5 separate regions of the Mus musculus genome follow, and all the other regions are linked to region 5. Evidence: chromatin contacts called from public HiChIP or PLAC-seq and promoter capture Hi-C data. All regions are on one chromosome and are shown on one strand. The core of a region is the stretch at or near the end of the contact, and the rest is flanking DNA. Distances in the headings are between cores, read along the strand shown.

Region 1 (2,700 bases), core at 63-2,562, 1.7 Mb after region 5:
CATTGCCCTGTAAGTTAATAAGGAGACAGTGAAGATTTCTAAGAAGGGAAAGACATGATATGTTTTCAGTCTTAAAAACAGCACTCTTGGGGCTGGAGAGATGGCTCAGTGGTTAAGAGCACTAACTGCTCTTCCAAAGGTCCTGAGTTCAAATCCCAGCAACCACATGGTGGCTCACAACCATCTGTAACAAGATCTGACACCCTCTTCTGGAGTGTCTGAAGACAGTTACAGTGTACTTACATATAATAAATAAATAAATCTTAAAAAAAAAAACAGCACTCTTATAAATGATGTTTGGTGAAGGGGGGAAAGGATAGCAGACACTGGTGAGGGAGGAAGACTGCTTAGGAGGCAACTGTTAACACATTAATTGAAAAACGTTGAAGATCCAACTGGCAGGTGCACTCAAGAAAATGGGATAGAATTCTGAGATCCTAGAAGGGGTGGATGGGGCTGGAGACACAGTTCAGTTAGTAAAGTGTTTGCAAGAAGACATGAAGTCAATCCCCAAATACACAGAAAGAAAGAAGAAAGAAAGAAAGAAAAAGAAAGAAAGAAAGAAAGAAAGAAAGAAAGAAAGAAAGAAAGAAAGAAAGAGAGAGGAAGAAAGAGAGAGGAAGAAAGAGAAGAAAGAAAGAGAAAAAAAGAAAGGAAGAAAAGGAAGGAAGGAAGGAAGGAAGGAAGGAAGGAAGGGGAAAGGAAAGGAAAAAGAAAGAAAGAGGGGGAGGGAGGAGAGAGAGATGGATGCTGCATAAGGAATACCAATCATCCAAGGCTGACCTCTGGCTTACCCATGCACACGTGTATATGCCCATACATGTATGCATAAACACAAGTTGAGTAGGTTTCTCTATAAGCAAGAGATGTGGGTGGTGAGGGAGCAGTAGGAAGCCTTCCTGGCTTCTTTCTCAAAACTAAGAGAAGGCTCTTCTCATCCCAGCACCTTCAGTGGAGGAGGCTCTGCGAATTTGGACTCTCCTACCTCAAAAGTCCATTAGAACCAGTGACACGGTTCACCCAATAAAAGCACCTGCCACCAAGCTTGACAACTTCAGATTGCCTTCTGGTACCTAAATGTTGGAAGGAGAGATGCTGACAGTTGTCCCCTGACTCTAACACATGCATGACCCTCCACCACTAACCCTCCAAATAAAAGGGGGGAATTTAAAAATGTAGAACAAAAAAGTCAATGCGTGGAGTGGCTGTCTCTCATTTTCTGGCCTGCCCTCCTGGCAAGCTTGAGCTCAGGCTGTAGACACTGCCTATACGTGAGGCCTTCCAGAATCCAAGCAGGCAGTGATGCAGTATGCACATCTGAACTAGTTTCTCCGTGCTACCCACATGGTAACTCCAATCTAAACCTACAGTCACGGACCAGCTCTCTTGCCAAGAAAACCTCACAAAGCAGAGGAGGCCCATGCGGCATGGGCACTTCATCCCAGACAGCACAAGTTACAGACAACCATCTGACCGATTCTCAAGTGGGAGAAGGTTCTAGTGTCCATCAGTTTCCCCAGATGACCCTAGGGCAATGGGGGGAAAAGCATATTGTTTCTAGCTGAAACTATTAGGAGAGCCAGGCACACTTGGGAGGCAGAGGCGGGCTGATCTGTAAGTTCAAGGCCAGCCGATTCTGCAAAGTGAGCTACAGGATAGCCAGAGTTACAGAGAAACCCTGTCTCGAAAACAAAAGAAAAACAAAACAAAACAAAACAAAAGCCTATTAGGAAAACAGGACAAAAGCAATACATATTTTAATCTTCTATATAAAAATGTAAGGCATTTTTACCAAAGATCATAAAACTCCTAACTTGCACTTGAAGCTGACCTCAAACTCACTACCCTGGCTCATTTTCTCAGAGATCACAGGCAGGGATCATCATATCCGCTCTCGAATGTTTTCTAATTAAGGTGGTTCTTTCTAAGGTCAAGGCCAGCGTGGTCTCAGACTGGTGAGATCCAGGACAGCCAGAGCTACACCTGTCTTGAAAAAAAACAAACTAAAAAGTTCTAGACTTAAATTTTACATTCAAAAAATAAGTGTCATCTTGGGTGACGGTATGTGTCCATGGTCTCAGCTACTTGGAAATCTGAAGATTAGAGGATGACTTGAGAGCCAAAGTTTAAGATCAGCCTCAGCAACATAACAAGACTGACTCTTAACATAAGAGTTGTCAACAAGTTTATATTCACCTTGCCTTATCTATGCTTACTAACTTCTGTTTGGACTTTTGACTGTTAATACTTTGATAATTATTACAACAGCCATTTCACCCTTTATTGGCAAGGTCATAATTTATGAAGCTTTGTGTTTAGGGAAGGACTTGGGGAGTAGAGTATTTACCTACTGCCACTGACCCTCCTCCGTTTAATGATGAGCTCTGCATAAAGTCAGACATAGTGGTATAGGCCTGGAGCTGAAGGCAGAGCATCAGAAGTTTAAGGTTATCCTCCAATACAGAGCAAGGTCAAGGCTAGGTACTATGTGAGAATCTGTTACAAACAAACAAACAAAAGGATGAATCCCATTTCTACTATCTTTTGTTTCATAGACTCTTCATGGTAGGTGGTAGCTATCACTACTAATATGTTGTAAGGAAGGACATGAAGGCAGTGGAAGGAGCTTTGCTTGAGACTACAGAATATGTCAATGGCCATTGGCAAAGGGACTTCAGGAGTCCTGACTCAGCAAAGCCT
Region 2 (2,700 bases), core at 62-2,561, 1.7 Mb after region 5:
ATCTCTGTCCATCATATTTCACAGAGAGTATCCATTCTTCCCAAACTCAACATGAAAACACCTAAGCTTACCTGTTTCTTTGGGTCTTCGTTTCATTATGAAGCCTCTTGTGTCATATGAAACCTATTAGCTAAATTAGTGTCTTTCTCTTATTGCTATGTCTCAATTTAGGAAGTCCTCAGCCATGAACCTTGCTATTCATGAGGAAAGATATTTTTCCTCACTAACATAATCAGGGGGAGGTGATGATGAATATAAGTGGTTTTAGGCTGTGGCTATAATGCTCATGGGCAGAGTGCTTACCTAGAATGGACAGGCCCTGGATTCCATTCTCAGTAACATAAACACAAAGATAGGAGTGTTGGTAACATGTCCTCAGCCCAGGGGCAGAATATCCAACTTAGCGTGTGTCTGGTGGCTTAGAGAAGTCATATGCAGACCATGGTCAGACATAGAGATGTTATCATAAAAGCAAAGAGATGTCCTCAACAAGCTAAGCAAGGGAATGGAACATGGGTTGTGGATGAGAGTGTGCAGGCAGGAAACAGGCCATCAGAGAGAGGTGCTAATGTGTCCTAGTTTGATTTTCTGTTGCTGGAATAAAGCACTGACCACTGACCTGGGGAAGAAAGGGTTCATTACATCTTACAGAGCAGAGTCCATTAATGGAGAGAGGCCATGGAAGAAGCTCAAGGCTAGAACTTGGATGCAAGAAGTGAAGTAGAAACCATGGAGGGATGCTGCTTATTGCTTCCTCCTCGTGGCTTGCTCAGCTTGCTTTCTTATACAACCCAGGGCCACTTGACCAGGGGTGGCAGTGCTCACAGTGGTTCTCTACTCGTGAGCATTATAGCCACAGCGTATGTCAATCATTAATCAAGAAAATGCTCTTACACACTTGCATGCAGGCCATCTGGTGAAAGCAGCCAATCAACTAAGGCTCCTTCATCCAAGATGACTCTAGTCAGTGCCTAGTTGTTCAATAACTAAGCAGCACATGGTGCTTTGACCACCAGAGGTGGTTTCCAAGGTTTTTCATGCCACTGAGTCAAGTCACCCCAAAAGATTGCTTGAGGTACCCTAAGTATGAAGGAGCCAGAAGTTTCAGGGGCTTTTCCCAGCAATCCTTGCAGATTATCTGCTTCCTCCATCTGTAGCCAAATGCTAGTTTGGAAAAAAAAAAAAGAAAAAGAAAGGAAAGAAGAGAGAAAAAGAAAACCTGGGGAAGTGGCCTCCTCTTCTCATCTTGGTTTCCTGTTTAATCATTTAGCTGGCACACCTATGCCTACTCAAGTGAAAAGATATGTGAACCAAAGGTCAGGGTCGCAGTCTGTCTCAAGTATACATGCCCCTCCCCTTTGTATGTACGTGGAAGGAGATGTGAAGATGTTTATAAAGCTATTTTCATCCAGCCACTGTTTCCTAGCAACCAGGCAAAAGCATCTGTGTTCAGGATGACTTTAGGCACCAGCTCAAGCCTTCCTGTGTGCAAACCTGCCTGCAGGTTCTGGGGAGAACAGAAGTACTGGAGTCAGTCTCCAGCGGGTGAGATGCTGGAGTGGGGATTTGTTAAGGACCTGTACCTGATATTACATAGCAGAGATCTATATCACCATGAAAAGATTGTGGAGAGGAGATCTGCTTGGAATATGCAGATATTCCATAGTTCTCAGGATTCCTTAAACTATGGGGGCTGTGACTTTTGGGGGTTGGGTGTCTATGAAAAAGCTAGAGGTTGAGGTAGCTGACCATTTTCCAGTGCCTCTTTTGAGTGTGCTTCCAGCTAGGGGTCTTGATTCCTTTATAGCTCTATAGACAGAAGAATGACTGGATGTCTAGGCTGTGGTGGCGCATGCCTTTAGTTCCAGCACTCCGGAGGCAGAGGCAGGAGCATCTCTGTGAGTTCAAAGCCAGTCTGAGTGTGAGGTCTGCAGAGCTAGTTCCAGGACAGTCAAGGGTACAAAGAGAAACTCTGTCAGGCAAAAATCAACTCTAACTGAATTTCTATGGGAATGACTGTCTCTCAACCAGGCAAAGCTGACAAATGAATGTAAATAGTTCTTTAGTTAGCCATACTTCACCAGGCATTCAATGCTTGTTTTACAGAAGAAGAAATGCATCCCTCCCAAAAAAACCCCAAAAGTAAATTTGCATAAGGTGAAACAGCTAATTGGTGGCCTTTCAAGGTCTCCAGACCTCCAGCCTAGTGATCTAGAGGTTATAGGCATTCATATTTTTAATTTCTAAAATATTACAAATGTGGTATATCTTTAGAAATTATACCACATTGTGGGTAGGGATGCTGAGAGAAAGCTGGCACATGCTTATAATTTATAAGTTTGAAATTCAGAGGGTCTGTACAGTCTGCTTGGGACTGTAAGACAAGAATTAAAGTAAATACCAGGATTCTTTGCTTTTTAGGCTTCAAAGCTAATGCTGCTGATTTCTGCCAAGGTATCAAGCCCACCTCCTGCCAAGGCCACTTCCTGCCAAGAAATCAAGCCCACTTTCTAGTCAGAAACTGGAATAGAAAAGAAAATCTTATGAACATGTGCTTTTACAAATGATTGAATTAAAAGAATTTTAACATATTCCAGCCACCATAGAGTAATAGAATGTCAGGTTGAAGTTAAGTATACATACATGCATGCATACATGCATACATACATATGGGTGTGTATTTTTGGGGGATACCAGAGA
Region 3 (2,700 bases), core at 196-2,695, 1.7 Mb after region 5:
CAATACCAAGCATCTACAAATATTCTCTTTCAGTGATCTATCAGCTCGTGCACTTGACATATCAGCCCTTGAAAACGGGATTCCAGATGGAGACATGCACATAAGTGCCATATGTCCTATCTCAGTGTCTCAGATAGTCAATCCATGCTTAGCACATATTTAGAACTTGGTTGAAGATGCTTATATTTAAATTCACCATGGCTCTGTATTCCTATGCATTCTTCTTACTTTTGCCATCACCTATAGTCAATACTTCTTATTGTGTTTTATTCTTCGTTTCTTGAATTTATTCTAAAATGCTTTCTGGAACAAGAATGGCTATGAATACTTACTTTTAGTAATATAAACAATATGTGCCTGATGGTAGTAAGTAACGTTTTTTAAAGTGATTTAAAGTGAGATTAGAGGTGAAAGTATAAACTCACACACTCTCTAATCATTTTATAGGAATAAACGGAGGTCACAGCTAATACCCAGTTAATCAACATTAACAGCTGACACCACGTATGAGTCCTTTTCCACATAGCGCCCTCTAGCGTCCAAAATGAATCTTACTAACTGCCGTGAATTCATAACTTTTCAACACAATGCTGGTTGTTTTAAAAGTCCATGAAGCGTTGAATCTTGACCAATCAAGGATGACCTATTGTCCTACAAGTCATAATGTTCTCCTTTTCAAGACTAAGGAATACAGACAGAAAAATCTCTGGAAAGATTGGAATACGTTTAACCCATTCTTAGAATTCTAAGATTTATATCGTGTATCTCTAGTGCAGCTTCATCGCAACCCAGAAAATAAACCTCACTGTCTTCCATGACAAATGGTGAGTGAAGCTTATTTATAAACAGCAACAGTTGGGAATACGGATCATTGGTAGTGGAGGGAATTATTGGGGTGGAATGGTGAAGCTCTGTAAAAGCCTCAGCATGAGAATATGAATGGTTTTACTCATATATGTATTTGTGTGTAGGGTATTGTTTGTTCTTGATTTTGAAATGGAAAATGCGCTCTGTTTTAGCTTTTGCATTAAGGTAGAATCTGTAGTCCTCACACGCCTTTAAGAAACCTCAAATGCACATTCTTCAAAGGGCACAGTCCAGCTCTAAGAGGCATCCGGAGACTCCAGGAAGGGATCCAGTCTAGGGAGGGCTCCCTCTTTTGTACCTTTTGCAGAGAACCTGGATACTCAACGCTGGGATTCCTAGATTGTTGCGGAGCCCAGAACACTCGGTCTCGGCGCTTCCGATAGCCTGTCAGTAGGTGGCGTCCTCGCTCCTCAACTGCAGGGTGTTCCCGAGGAATCTCCGCGGCGTGGCAGTCCCATCCCCCACCGGGAACAGCGGACCGCTGCATCCCAGACTTAATCTCAATCTATGCCTCGGCCCACCCCACAAAGTCGGAGGCGGCGAATGGCGTCGTGGAGGGGGCGGGGCTTCGGGAGGTGGGCTGAGGGGGTGGGGCCTGGGAGGAGACAAAGCCGGGAAGAGTTAAACAGCCTTGACCCTGCCGCTGGGCTTCCGAGCGAAGGTTGTGGCAGATGCTGATCTAACTGGGGCCGGCTTATTACAGCTTGTGTGTACGCGCGGGTGTGAGCCGGTGAGTAGCTGGGGCGCCTCCGGCTGCAAGCGGGCGCTCCTTCCCCTCCCTACAGGTGCCCCAAGGCTTAGAGCGGCAGCCGCCGCCCCTTACTATTAAACTATTCCGTTGAAAGCTGGAGTGAGAAAAAAGGAAGAAACCCCAGGTCTTGGCTGTGCAGAGATGAACTCAGTGGCAAGGCCCTGGTGCACTCAGGGACGCTTCCAGAGTTTGGGCGTAGAGAAGGGAAATGGGAGTAGCAGAGTGCTGCTTGCCTATCTGTATAGAAGGGCGCTTCCGAGGTTGGGATCGCTTTGGGAGGCGAGGACGTTGCAAGCAGTGACAAGTGGCAAGGCACCCGCGGAGGAGAATTTAGCTTTGAGGTGGACGCACAGAACTCTTGAGTGTTGGGTGTAAAAGGACTAGGCAGGAAAGCTGGTTGCAGAAAGGGTGTAAGCCAGGAATTTAGGCGTGTACTCCCTTCAAGGTTCAGGGGTGGGACCTGCCTTGTGGTCGGAGAAGAGCTAATGAGAGTGCAAGAGAGGGAGGGGATGAAGGTAGGCGGAGCCTCCAGCTTCAGTCTGTAGTGTTTGCTTAGCCACTTGGGGGCGCCCTGGGGTCTCGATTCCAGATGCAGCCATCTCAGTGGACCTCGTATTTAAAAGGTCCTGGCAGTGCTGAGAGGAGGGGCTGGTGTGGGGATCTGGAAGGAGGAACCGAGTCAGCTTCATTAGCAGAGCTTGCACAACGCCCACATGGATATCTCCTGTCTCAGTGTCACCCGAGGTCGAGCAAACCCGAGACCTGCAAAAAGCCAAAGAGCCGGGCGCTCACTCTAGGACTCACCGTCCTGTGGTGTGAGCGTGTGTGCGCACCAATATTTGTACTCCTGTGACCTTTATTTGGAAGGCTCCTGCCCTTTGCCCCTCTGGATACACTCAAGCACTGTACTTTAAACCAGATAAACTGGGCTGTAAGGCTGATATTAAATACAAATCCTCCTGGCAGGGGTATTTGTATGTTAAGACTTTCTGTTCCGGATCTTGCTTTGTTTTAGGAGATAAATTGAAAGGACACTTGTTTAAGTCATCAAAATTGAGAGGCCTTGTTATAATTGCAAGTCC
Region 4 (2,700 bases), core at 6-2,505, 1.6 Mb after region 5:
TGAAGTACATGATGCATCTTTTGAATGGACAAAGGGGTCCAAATGTTTTGACTGAATTCTTCCTCCTCTAGCTCGATAATCAGCTAGCATTCTACCCAAGGTCTGGCTGTCACCCAGATGTTCAGCAATCCTGGTGCTCACTAGCTCATGTGAGGGTAAGACTTGAATAGACTTGGCCTGAACACTGCCATTCATGCCCTGAAGTCCAGAGAGATCCCTGAGCAGCTGTTTCTTCCTCCTGCTCTCCATTTCCTTCACCTCTTTGTTGAGAAGAGGAGACCAGTAAATCTGCTCTGGAAAATAATCTCGAGTTGAGCATCTCATCCCCTTTTCAGTTAAAAGGAAAGGTTCACGGAATGTAATAACTGGAGAGATACAGAGGATTACATCTTTTAACTCCTGTTTAAATGTCAAGGCATAAGTCTTTCGTTGATCTTCAGAGGAGGTGACTTCCTCAGTAACGTACATTCCAGTGTCATCCTGTAAAGGGTCTCTAAAAGCTTTCATCTGGCTTTTGGGATCCTGTTGCTCATCCGTTTGCTGTGAAGTCTCTGGCTGTTCATTTCCTACGGCATCCTGTTGATCCATATGGAGAGGCAACAATGACTCTGGTACCAATGCAAAAAGAGCACAGGGAATACCTGCTGGGCAAGTGGGGGTGGTATAATCTTGATGCTTCAAAGAGGCAACAGCTTGTGGAATACTTTTATTGTCTAGTTCACCCTTCTCTAGCACAGTCCTTGATTCCAACAAAGTGCTATCCTCAGAAGACAGGGCCTCACGAGGGCACTCAGGATCCTGAGGAAGGGAGCTGCCACTGACCTGCTCCTGAGAGGCTCCCTCTTCACCTCGTCCCTCCGTCAGAAGATGGAATGAAGGGCTTTGCATTAATGTTGGAGGCATAGCGAACTCATCCATGAGAAAAGAGATTTCTAGCTGAGAATGATAAGCTACACAGATCATAAATATTAGGATCTCCTTAACTCGAGCCAGCTCATAATCAGAGCCTCCTCTGAGCTTGATTGTGCAGCCTAGATGCTGTGGACAGCCTTCAAAAAACATCAGTGTTTTGGTTTGTTCTACAAATAAATAAATAAAAATGAAGAGACTTAGATGACCAAACAATTTACTACCCACAAAAAAGAAAAACCATATGTGAATAAAGCCACCTGAAACATCTCCCACTTAACCAGTGCTAACAGATATTAACACTTGCTGAATAAACAATGATACAGTTAACTCAGAGATGACTCACTTCTCCTTGAGGTCCCTAACTGAGTGATTATATGCTTAAGATGACTCACCATTAGGCAGCTGAAATATCTGCATATAAAATTTGTGGCAAGTGCCCAAGTGGGGTTTGGTGAGCAGCTGGTCCATGGACACCACTAAATCACCTTGGGTCATTCGACTGATTCTTTCTAAAACTTGCTACAAAACAGAAAAACACTGTATTACAAAATTAAATTAGCTATGAATAAAAATCTCAATAACATGGAAAAGTACATTAAGTATTAAACAAAATAATGTTCACAATCAACTTCTTTAATTTTAATAAATCAATCGCTTGACAACTTGTTTATTCTACACTTGGCCAAATTTACTTGCTAAATAATCAATGTGTAGCCCCAAAAAGAAACCATGGTCATGGTACTCTTATCAAAACATGGGTGTGGCATGGTGGTTCACTTGTATAACTCCAGCACTTAGGAAGCAGAGGCAGGAGGATTAGTGCAAGTTTGAGGTCAGCCTGGTTTAATAACTGAGTTCCAGACCTGCCAGAAATACAATGTGAAACTACATTATTTTTACTCTTACTTTATTTTGTTATTGTCTTTTGTTAAAAGAGCATTTGGATAGCATGTCTTAGCTATGACATGATGTTACGATGGGAAAACAAATAAAAATCAGTTTCCTTAAAAGTGACCTCTGTTTTACAGAATGAAGCACAAATGCTGATGGGTCATGTCCATTCCACCTTTGGTCTCAAAAACACCCAAAAGAATAGCTACCTGCTCCTAGAAATATGCCACTAGCCTTGGATGACAGCCCCCACTGAATACATCCTTTTAGAATTATTACACTTTGATGATTTATAATGATGTTACCTGTTCTGTTTGTGATTCACTGAATACATAGTTTCAGAGTTGTAATGCTTGGATGATTTTTGTGCTTTTCTGTGCCAAATGATTTTTGTTGGTTATTTATGACTGTTTCACTGGATATAGTTTCTAAGAGATGTAATGTTTGGTTTTTTAATGTATAAAATCCCCTGCTTGAGAGCTGCAAAATACACTGAGATTCAAACTGCCTCTGTGTTTGTTTCTGTTTGTCACCACCAAATCCTTACCCACCTAGCTTCGAGGATCCCTCATTCCAGGGACCCACATACCCGACTGGGGTGGCCTATGGCAGTTAAGTTACACTGTCTTCTGTCTTCCAGTGTGAGTCCACAGTTGTAATAATGTAGCTACTACACCTGGGTCCCACTTCCACATAAGTGCTACATCAAATAAAAATATTGCTGCATACCTACCATACATGCATATTAATTTAAAAGCCATGATTTTATAAATGAGTAAAAAAAGACAAATAAACACTCACTGACTTTACATTAATGACCAGAGTAATGCCATGTTCCAGTAACATGTCCTGAGCAATCCGAGACACTGTTTTCTCAACAAGAACCAATGTGGGTCG
Region 5 (2,700 bases), core at 170-2,669:
CTAAAAAGGCATGCCTGTAGAACTCTCAAGCAATATGTGTAATACTCCTACAAGAGAAATATGGCTCAAAGGGGTTTGTGAAATCCTGGTTATTGTTCAACCTTTCATATCATTAGAATACAGCTGATCCTACACTTACAAGCTTGTTTCTTATATGTATGTGTAAGGCCTGAGTCCGATCCCCAGGAATAAGTGTACACACACACACACACACACACACACACACACACACACACACACTACTTGTTTGTTTTTATTTTATAAAAGGAAACAATAACTTCATGATAAACCAGATGAACAGGATCTTAAACAAACGTGCCTCCAGTTAGCCTTAGCAAGAATGCAACAGAGCAAGGACACACACCATTTGCATTAATTCTGCCACTAGGAAACCCGGGGAAAAAAAAAAAAAGACAAAACAAACAGCCCCACCCCCAACCAGATCAAGTTACTCCTAGAAAATAAACGACTCTTCTGAGCATTTGTAAACATAGCCCTAGGGAAGCAGAAAGACAGGTAGATCACTACCAAACCGGCTAGCCAAATCTATAAACTCCAGGTTCAGTGAGAAACCTGGAGGGCAATTGATGAAGACATCTGATAGGAACTTCTGGACTCCACATGAGTGCACGACAGACAGACGACACACATGAATGAAATGTAATCTAAAATTATTTTTTTAAATAAAAAAAGACTATGTTTTCCAGATTGTTGGTGCCGTGAAACCCTAAAGCTTTTCTTTGAAACATTTCTGTATGTCCTACTCAGTGGGCTGTCAGTAGTTGATTGCTAACACAAAATGTCTTTCACTTTCACTATTTCAGATTCCGTAACTGTTGTTATTAGAAAGGCCCCCTTGCCTCCTTAGAAATCGATGTAATGTACACATTCTTTAGAGTTCAAAACCTGTCAGGCATTTCCCATTACAAATCATCAAATCCATAAACCCAAATAATACATGTCCTTGAATTGAACCAAAACAACAACAAAAAAAGGAAACAACCATATGCGAGTTCAAGTACTATTGGAGAATTGAACCAATTGTTATTCCGTTATCAAATATACTTACTTATTTATTTTCAAAGAGTAGCTACAAACGTTTGCAAGGAAAAAAACAAAACCAAAACAAACAAAAAACCCAAACCAAATCAGCACAATCCTTTACAGTGAGTACTCATACATTTATCGACATTCAGAGAGCTTTCCGAAGTTAGAAAATTAACTCCATGCACCTTTCAGTGCGGGGGTGGGACGACTCTCCAGGGAACCCTCGCTCAGCCCTGCAGCCGGGAGGGGAGGGCGCACGGGGCGTCGCGCAGAGCCTGGCGCAGACCCCGCCCGAGCTGGCGGCACCGCCCTGCGGCCCGCAGTTGGCTGTCCCCGAGGCCCGCCCCACCGTCCCGCCGTCCGGCCGCCCCTCTGTCCGCCTGCCCCCGCCGCGGAGCCCGCCAGTCCCGTCCGCCGCCGTCCATCCCGCCATGGCTGCGCGCCTGCTCCTCCGCTCCCTGCGCGTCCTGAGCGCCCGCTCGGCGCCACGCCCGCTGCCCTCCGCCCGGTGAGTGCGGGTACAGCCTGGGGTACCGGCAGCCGGGGCGGCGGAGCTCTGGGGATGGGGTGTGACGCGCTACGGTCAAGCCGGGGCGACGCGGCCGGAGGAAGGGACCGGGCCTTCTCTCCGGAACCCGGGGCTGCCCGCTGTGGCGTGGAGAACTCGGGGTGTCCCCACCACGGTCCGCCGCGCCCCAAAAGGCAAGGCAACCCCTAATGCTCGCTCCAGGCCTGGGCCCCGCCCCACGTCCTACAGTGTCCCGTGAACTGACTTTGAAAGTGTTGTCCCAGCTTTAGCGGGAGCGATCACCCCCTGGGCGCTCTGCCACCGAGTAGTGCGACCTTTAGCCCAGTTGGAACGGAGACTGGGGACTGCCACCTGACAGTGAACTTGGGACTTGGTGTGCGGAGGCGGGGACCGGAAGACCAGAGCAACTTCAATCATCCCGACTCAGGCGTCCAGGCGTAGGCCCCATCTGATAAATTAGTTGTACACTTATTACTAAATCCTTAAACTAATTAAATGTAGAGGGATTAATGGGCAGCTCCCAAGAGCTTTAGAGACTTTTGGGGGTGTTTATACTGAGATCAAGTTTTACCTGTCTAAAAATCCATTCCTTGGATAAAGCAGACTGGAAGTGTAAAGCTTTGTTAATTATGGTGGCAGGACATTTAAATGAGCTAATTAGCACATTGTTGCGAAGTACAATACAGTGCTGTGGTAAAGCTTATCCATCCGGAGGAGACTTGGGAAAGTTCCGAGGACTTTAAGATAGGAATGCTTTTCTATTCTCCGGAGGAAGTGATGTTCTGACGCTCTTAAAATTAGAGCACCCTGAAGATGAACAGAGACACCTGCATCGGTGGCAAAGGACAGGCCAGCTGACTCATTGCTGGATGCTGCGAAAGGGTGTGTTCCTATTGTTCTAGCTTTTCTTATTTCTTTTTATGTTAATAATATTTCTGTATTTTTTTAATTAGAGAACCCCCCAAATGATCTTATTTTGATTCAAGTGTGGGAAGAAGCTCTGCCTTACAGAGGATTATTGGAGAATGGTCAGTGAGCCAGGAGCTATAGTTTTATCGTCACGGGTTTCTTAAAGGGTTATGAGTATAATGGCCAACGATCCAGTTGAAAGGCAGTCTGAGTCA

What was found. Promoter capture Hi-C pulls out the DNA fragments that hold promoters and counts their contacts. HiChIP or PLAC-seq counts read pairs in DNA pulled down with a chosen protein or histone mark.
Region 1: a promoter capture Hi-C map of liver shows a contact between it and region 5, with 4 times the contacts expected there. The contact joins the enhancer-like site here to the promoter of Acadl in region 5. A contact is called at or near these places in 7 of 39 promoter capture datasets (the 3T3-L1 cell line, 3T3-L1-derived adipocytes, the HPC-7 cell line and 4 more).
Region 2: a contact with region 5 is called in a promoter capture Hi-C map of hippocampal neurons, with 2.4 times the contacts expected there. The contact joins the enhancer-like site here to the promoter of Acadl in region 5. A contact is called at or near these places in 4 of 39 promoter capture datasets (cranial neural crest, hippocampal neurons and liver).
Region 3: a contact with region 5 is called in a promoter capture Hi-C map of pre-B cells, with 11 times the contacts expected there. The contact joins the promoter of Idh1 here to the promoter of Acadl in region 5. A contact is called at or near these places in 16 of 39 promoter capture datasets (the 3T3-L1 cell line, 3T3-L1-derived adipocytes, the C10 cell line and 11 more), 4 of 484 Hi-C or Micro-C datasets (B cells, CD4 T cells, pre-B cells and 1 more), 9 of 115 datasets of contacts at active chromatin or transcription factors (CD8 T cells, astrocytes, bone marrow-derived dendritic cells and 6 more) and 1 of 9 other capture datasets (adipose tissue).
Region 4: a contact with region 5 is called in an H3K4me3 HiChIP or PLAC-seq map of bone marrow-derived macrophages, with 6 times the contacts expected there. The contact joins the enhancer-like site here to the promoter of Acadl in region 5. A contact is called at or near these places in 11 of 39 promoter capture datasets (the 3T3-L1 cell line, 3T3-L1-derived adipocytes, the C10 cell line and 7 more), 5 of 115 datasets of contacts at active chromatin or transcription factors (bone marrow-derived macrophages, cardiomyocytes, large pre-B cells and 2 more) and 2 of 9 other capture datasets (adipose tissue and liver).

What each region holds. Positions count from the first base shown.
Region 1 is chr1:65,155,188-65,157,887 of GRCm38.p6, reverse strand. No RefSeq gene overlaps it. Among named protein-coding and RNA genes, the nearest start is that of Idh1, 23 kb to the left of the region's middle. Within about 2 kb of position 1,312, at least 13 of the 459 cell types and tissues checked have an H3K27ac peak or open chromatin away from gene starts, as enhancers often do. A contact at or near this core is called in liver, where this site is marked.
Region 2 is chr1:65,128,607-65,131,306 of GRCm38.p6, reverse strand. No RefSeq gene overlaps it. Among named protein-coding and RNA genes, the nearest start is that of D630023F18Rik, 6.7 kb to the right of the region's middle. Within about 2 kb of position 1,311, at least 18 of the 459 cell types and tissues checked have an H3K27ac peak or open chromatin away from gene starts, as enhancers often do. A contact at or near this core is called in hippocampal neurons, where this site is marked.
Region 3 is chr1:65,177,887-65,180,586 of GRCm38.p6, reverse strand. Idh1 (isocitrate dehydrogenase 1 (NADP+), soluble) reads left to right here and starts at 1,445. Exons shown (of 9, transcript NM_010497.3): 1 at 1,445-1,597.
Region 4 is chr1:65,244,441-65,247,140 of GRCm38.p6, reverse strand. Pikfyve (phosphoinositide kinase, FYVE type zinc finger containing) reads right to left here. Exons shown (of 42, transcript NM_001310624.1): 18 at 2,605-2,700; 19 at 1,305-1,431; 20 at 1-1,079. Among named protein-coding and RNA genes, the nearest start is that of Pikfyve, 59 kb to the right of the region's middle. Within about 2 kb of position 1,255, at least 19 of the 459 cell types and tissues checked have an H3K27ac peak or open chromatin away from gene starts, as enhancers often do. A contact at or near this core is called in bone marrow-derived macrophages, where this site is marked.
Region 5 is chr1:66,862,028-66,864,727 of GRCm38.p6, reverse strand. It overlaps Acadl (acyl-Coenzyme A dehydrogenase, long-chain), which reads left to right and starts at 1,419. Exons shown (of 11, transcript NM_007381.4): 1 at 1,419-1,555. The coding sequence starts at 1,479.